2 separate regions of the Mus musculus genome follow, and region 2 is linked to region 1. Evidence: chromatin contacts called from public HiChIP or PLAC-seq data. All regions are on one chromosome and are shown on one strand. The core of a region is the stretch at or near the end of the contact, and the rest is flanking DNA. Distances in the headings are between cores, read along the strand shown.

Region 1 (3,288 bases), core at 352-2,851:
GGAAGCATAAGGGAAGTTCACTCAGCGTTTAGCCTTGGGATGGGGAAATGCAGCTTGACAGAGCCATTGGACTTAGCATGCTGACAGTTTCTGCTCTGTACCTCATGTTTAAGTTTCTGTTGGTTCTATCACCAACATTATCAAACACGGTTTACCATGCCCCTTATCTGGTTCCGCAAACACAATTGTCAGCTATTAAAATATAAACTGACTACTTTAAATGAAGACATACTTGGCAGTCAGCCTAAGTCTTCGCTCCTCCTTCATACCCCCCCCCCCCAGGTCTCTCTGCCCCCAGGTTTTCCTAACGGGATACTCAGGGATGCTTGTGACCACAAAGGGTACTTTGGGGCCTGCAATTGTTCTACTGTAATTTTAGATAGTTCTAGGTGCATCTTCAATATTCTTTGCTGAATGTTGGAAGCATTTGGTTCATGGTTTCCACATACATTCACTTTCAGTGGAAGGCTCCCAGCTGTTGAGATTTGCTTTATTTTGAAGTTTAGAAGCTTCTATAGACACTGTATTTTAATTTTCTTTTAAAAAGATAGATTGGTTTTCCTTTTTCATTCGGCAACATCAAATAGTTCATTGTATGTGAATGTCACTCATTGTATTCTGCCTTTACACAACCCCTAGCCCTCCTTCTCCTCCTACCTGTGCCCTCAGAATTACCCTTACCCTTATCCTTACCCCTTAACTTACATTTACTCCAAATTGTATTTTTACCCCTAAACCTACCATTTCCCTACCCCCACCCAGCCTCCAGCCCAACAGCCAACCCTACTCCTACCCTTACACTTACTCTTGCCTTTACCCCAAACCCAACACTAACCCTTACCCTTTACATTGCTATTCATCTCTAATTTTCCATCACCCTAGACTAAAACTTGTGCTCAGGAAGCAGTAGCCTTCCACATCCCTCTCTCCACCAAAAGAGAGGTTTTAAATATGTGTGTGTGTGTGTGTGTGTGTGTGTGTGTGTGTGTGTGTGTTCACGCCTGAGCACATGTGCAATAACCACTTGTAGAGGTAAGAAGGCATGAGGTCATTGTACTGGCCACAAATACCATTTACTCACTGAGCCATGTGACAGCCCCAAAGGGTAGACATTTAAGAGATGCATCACAGCCAAGAAGAGAATGGTGTACGTTAGGCTCTGGCAGGTGGATTTAAGACTAGAAGTAATAAAGACCTACTATAACTTCCAAAGGAGGGATCACATGGCAAAGAAACGAGTCCTCTTGTGAGAACTTTTATCCTTCTAGCCTTCTGGGACAGAGACTGGGGACTCTAGGAATCTCTGGAGAGTGCATGCTGTCTGGTACTGAGGGGTCACCCTGAGATTTCCTCTCTGTGTCTGCCCTGCCTCCTCTTGATGCTTCCTGTGAGTCTTCCTGTCTCAGGCTCCTTTATAACCTCTGTTTCCCTATGGCTGTTGTGGTCTAGGGTACTACTGCGCGGTTCCCACACTGATGCATTCGCCCCTGTTAGTTCTTACTGCAGACTCGGCGGTATGTGTGCAGAAAACACCCCCAGCATAGGAAGCACTGCTCTTTAGCCTTGCTTTCACGGGGCCAAGAGAGCCAGCCGACTCGATGCTTGTTGCCATGGCCTTAGCCTTTAACAAACAAAACATTGCACACGTCACGAGGACAAAGCTTTAGAAGTCTTAAGCCATTTTGACGTTTACATTTCAGAGCCATTATGTGTTAGTCGACAGGTTTAAAATTGCATTCCAAGACTCAAAGAAGGGTGTGTTCTTTGATTTTTGTTTCAATCATATAAAGCCCTCTCCAGTATTAACTACAGCAGGTGCTTAGCACAGGAATCACAAGAATAGGTTGCTTGTGGATGATTATTACCAATCCTTGGCCATGATGCTCTCCTGACTTCACTTGCTTTGGTGGGTAGAACCATATACGAAAAGGTAAGAGCATCGTGGTAGAAATGGATCTTTATTTTAAACTTTTGAACGTGAAAGCTTATTTGTCTGGAAAACACATTGCATATAATTAATTCACTAGCACATACTGTAAATAAGAAACTCCAAAGCAATAACTGTTTGATAGTGGGTAGCTTGGGCCATAGAAAGTAAGAACTTGCTTGGAATAGTTGAATGACTTCAGCCTCCTACTTGGCCTGTGCCTGCCTGTGCCACTCTAGTGGGTTTACTTTTAGAGACTCGTTATGTGACTAGTTATCTTCTATTGGGACTTTAGCCCTTTGAGTTAAAAGAAAGGGGCAATGTGTACTTAAAAGTGAAGAAGTGATAAATTATAACTAATTGTTTATCTAATTCTTCTGTTTGTTTAGTCTTTAATTCTGGGATTGTACAAGCGTGGATTTATCTCCCAAGTTTACATTACAGCAGTTGTATTGAATCAGGAGTGACTTTGCCCCAGGGGATATTTGACAGTCTCCAGGCCCATTTAACCTGGGAAGAGACACTTGTACAGCAATCTACAACAAACAGAATTTAAAATTTGACAGTCCCAAGTATTACAAAGGTACTGTTTAATATCAGTTTCTAGACGGTAAAAAGTATTGAAGGGTCTAGACTGTGGGAAATATACAGCAGTTAATACTCTGATATCCAAACTCCCGTGTTAGTGTTTGCCATTCACTAGTGACTGAGAAGAAGAAAACCACAGAGAGGGATTGGGAAGTTTGAGGTTCCCTGAGAATGGAGTTTGGAACTAGAACCCTGGATGTGAAGGTTAGAAGTCAAGGGATGACTGCGCTTTTATTTTGCCAGTCATTGAACTCCAGAGTTTCTTATGTTTGGACTGTTAGGAAATCAGGGGTTCTGCTTGTTGCTGCTGTTGTTGTAACTGTTGTTGTTGCTGCTGTTGTTGCTGCTGTTGCTGTTGCTGCTTTTGTTGCTGCTGCTGTTGCTACTGCTGCTGTTGTCACTGCTGCTGCTGCTGTTAAGGTTAATCCGGTTGACATTGCTCTTTATCACCCTCATGGATCATAAGGATTGGTTATTCTATTGTGGTTTTTAATGCCTCCATTTATAAAATGGCATTAATCCATATGAGGTAATAAAACAATCAGTGAAAAGTGGCTCTTGAAATTACATTCAGCCATTTGAAAACCTCTGGGTGTTTACATGGTTAGTGTAGTTTGCGCTTTCCCTTGATGTCTAGGGATGTGTGTTCCTTGTGCACATGCGCCCACATGCTCATTGAGGATGGAAGTCCTCTTCTTCAGGCACCTTCCACCTGTTGGGTAAGACTCCACCCTGTTGGGTGAGATGGTCTCAGCTAGATCTAGGGCTCACCA
Region 2 (3,288 bases), core at 311-2,810, 100 kb after region 1:
TCTGCACTTAAAACCATGCAACACCTCCAGCCCCCAGGGGCCCTTCAGCCAAGTCATTTGACTGTGTGCTTTCCCAATTTGTGGCCACAAAGTCCAGCTGACTTGGAGCCTTTTACAGAGCGAGCGCATGATGAACTCCACTGAAACTCACTTGGATCTAAGGTTTGCATTCTGGAGTGAAACAATTTTTGGGCAACCAATACTAAACATGAATAATAAACCAGGGCTTGGCCAGAGGGCAGAGGGACCCTCGTAGAATTGCAGTTTCAGGTCAAGAGGGCCCCGCATAAGCAAAGGACATTTGGTGGGAAGTAATCATATCTAATGGGAACTGTGGAACCCATGGGAGCCAGGAAGCTGTGGGGGCTGAAGAACACCCTGTCAGGGGGTAATGGACATATCAGAACAGAGATGAGAAGACGATGACAGCCGCCACGTGGGCTCCCACCATGATCCAAGCATGGAAGAGGACCCCGGGCACTCAGTGCTCCAAGCACTGAGACTCTCTCCTGTCATGTTAAAACACTTCCTCTAGACTCTGCTTACAAAGGAATGAATGAGTGTGAGGTGGCCCTTTTGTATTTGTCCCAAAATATTGGTTTGTTGTTGTTTTGGTTTGGTTTGGTTTGGTTTGGTTTGGTTTGGTTTTTTGCTAGTATATAATGCTTTAATCGTTTCCATGTGGCATTATAATGAGAAGACTGCCTGCAAGAACCCAAACTCCAATTCTTTCTAATACGCACAGTTCGAATGTGTATGTTAAAGAATTGGAGTTTTTTTAGACCCTTTGTAAAAAAACAATAGAATTATCCCTAGTTTTGATTTTCATTTCATAAGCCATACCAGCTTTCTGTAGGAAAACATGCATATCAGGAGATTTCTATGTTGGCAGAAAGCATATAAACAGAGTTTGGGAAGATTCTGTTGTCTGTCAAAGATGATGTCCATGTTCCTCCTAACGTACTGTCTATGTTCAGGGCTAAGGCATGTTAAACTGGGCCCAGAAATAGAGTCCGGATAATCAAAGTGAAGGACAAGCAAGGGAAGCGTAGGGTTTGTTTGGTCTTAATTACTCTTGTCTGGCTGTTGAGTCTCTCAGAATATTAATGGAGCACCTCACAGATCACCCTGTCCAAACGCCCTCTATGAACAGACTAGAGGAGGGGGAGGAATTCTATCCACAGTGCTTCGTATACTAATGTATACTTGGGGTCCTGACAGAAACATGAAGACAAGGTCAATGAGCCATTTCCAGATAGATCTGTTTACTGAAGCAGGATTGACAGAGGTGCAGGGCTTGAGTCTTGAGCCAGTCAGACTGTTACCAATCCCGGACTCTAAAGGAACAGACACGGGGAGGGTATGTAAATGGAATGATCATGCTATCTGAGGTAGACTTTGGCACTGTGAGACAACTTGGAGTTGAGGGCCTGATCTCTGTTCTCCCTCTCTCTCAACTCCTGCCAAGACTTGTGGCCAAACTCAGTAAGGACCTGGAGGCACATGGCAGACTGATAGGGCTGCCTCCAAGGCAGAGATCATCTGGACAAAAGGGAGATTCCCCCAGCCTGACATTCACCAGGGCCTTTCAAACATCTGTAGCCAACTAGTGTGAAGCCACTGGCAGTGGCAGTGTTGATGCGATCCAGGTGAAAGTGCTCAGAAATACAAGAAGCCTAAGTAGAACATTAAGTGGGAACAGTTGACTCTGGTGGATTTTGAGTCAGCACTGGCCTTGGCTGGATTTTATCTTCTAGTGGTATTGAACTGGTTAAAAAAAAATGTAACTGGAGATCAAAGCCCTTTAAACAGATACATTGACTTCTGTAAACATCCTTGAACTGCCCCCTCCTTGGCCTCCCCCCTCCTGTTGCCAGATCGGTCCAGCACCTCTAGAGGCTGTTAATACATGTAATGATTGTAACAAATACGGTATTTGCTTTGATTCCAGCTGGCTCTAGCCAGACTCTGTCCATAGTTCCTATTGTTATCTTTGCTTACTAGACAACTGTATTGTTACCATTGGTAGCAACCTTTGTCACAGATTCTTCAGCCCTGGTTCTTACACATTGCGCTCGGTGCTTCCCCTAACAGTGTTTGCAGATTGAGACTTTAGAAGACTTTCATATTAGTAATTAATAACATTCTGCTTTGCACACGCTTAAACTGGTTGTGCATTGAACAGTTTTCCATCAGAAATTTCCACAGAAGTATAATTTCGAAGGAAAACAAACTTATATTTTGTTGCCAGAAAAAAAAAAAATGTTATACTTTGTTCTCAAGCACTTAAAACGAGATTTGATTGTAACAAAATGTTGCAAATCCTGCAGAGTTTCAGGTTTTAAAACTATAGAAACTTAAGAGAATTGAAGGACTCTGGATTAGACAATAGGATAGTCATAAGACACAAATGCTAGAAATGCTTTTCAATATATATTCAATAATAATACATAACCCAGAGGATGACTTTTTTAGAAAGCACTAATCTATATCTGAAATAAGAGATTATTACCTAATGTAGGCCCTGGGAACTCTTGGGATTATTCTACTTGAGAATTCAACAGAAATGTAATTGGTTTTTTTTCTCCCATCTTGTACGTTTTTATTAATTATTTCACTCCTGTAGAAAGGTAATCTTAACATCTCAATTTCTTTTTCATAGGAATTTCACCAAAATCAAGGTGTCTTTACAGAAATGTTGTTAGTTCGAGGAGAGTATGAACATAGTCTAATTCCTCTTCATTTTGCTTAGCAATGACTTGTATGGAGACCAAGCAGGTCCTTCACAGAGACAGACACGTGATATTGTAAGCTCTTAACCAGATTGTAAGCTCTTAACATCCCTGCAGTGGACATCCGTAATAGGTGGTATACCGCACAGAGAGCGCTGTCATGACCCAGCTGGAAAGCAACAACAAGCAACCTTTCTCTCAAGCCATTGTTCAAAGAAGTAAGTTGAAACCAAATGGCAGTTGAATTTCTACAACTTGCTGACTCACCTAAAAAGACCTCAAGATAGTTCAAAATACATTAAAAATCATGTCCACTAGTGGCATGACTTCAGTCCGCCTTTACCTGTTGCTTTGTGGGTGCTTGGCCCTGTGGGATTTTCAGGAGAGTACAGATCTCAGCCCTGCTAAGCCTCATGCTTTGGGCCAGGCTACCCAACCATCTGGACTTCCCAGTTCTCAGCTCGCTGGCAGCAGCTGGCTGGCACTTACCACCCTGTGTCTCCAGGCTTTGAGAGGGACACCCATTGCAAGCTTCATGTCTGTGTCCCTACAGACA

Evidence for each region. HiChIP or PLAC-seq counts read pairs in DNA pulled down with a chosen protein or histone mark.
Region 2: a contact with region 1 is called in a CTCF HiChIP or PLAC-seq map of CD8 T cells, with 5 read pairs. The contact joins two enhancer-like sites. A contact is called at or near these places in 1 of 15 datasets of contacts at CTCF or cohesin (CD8 T cells), 2 of 484 Hi-C or Micro-C datasets (granulosa cells and nephron progenitors), 9 of 115 datasets of contacts at active chromatin or transcription factors (CD8 T cells, Th17 cells, bone marrow-derived dendritic cells and 6 more) and 3 of 9 other capture datasets (adipose tissue, liver and pancreatic islet).

The regions. Positions count from the first base shown.
Region 1 is chr5:3,362,165-3,365,452 of GRCm38.p6, forward strand. All of the region lies in intron 2 of Cdk6 (cyclin-dependent kinase 6), which reads left to right. Among named protein-coding and RNA genes, the nearest start is that of Cdk6, 20 kb to the left of the region's middle. Within about 2 kb of position 1,602, at least 36 of the 459 cell types and tissues checked have an H3K27ac peak or open chromatin away from gene starts, as enhancers often do. A contact at or near this core is called in CD8 T cells, hepatocytes and liver, where this site is marked.
Region 2 is chr5:3,464,766-3,468,053 of GRCm38.p6, forward strand. All of the region lies in intron 4 of Cdk6 (cyclin-dependent kinase 6), which reads left to right. Among named protein-coding and RNA genes, the nearest start is that of Gm29868, 54 kb to the left of the region's middle. Within about 2 kb of position 1,561, at least 28 of the 459 cell types and tissues checked have an H3K27ac peak or open chromatin away from gene starts, as enhancers often do. A contact at or near this core is called in CD8 T cells, hepatocytes and liver, where this site is marked.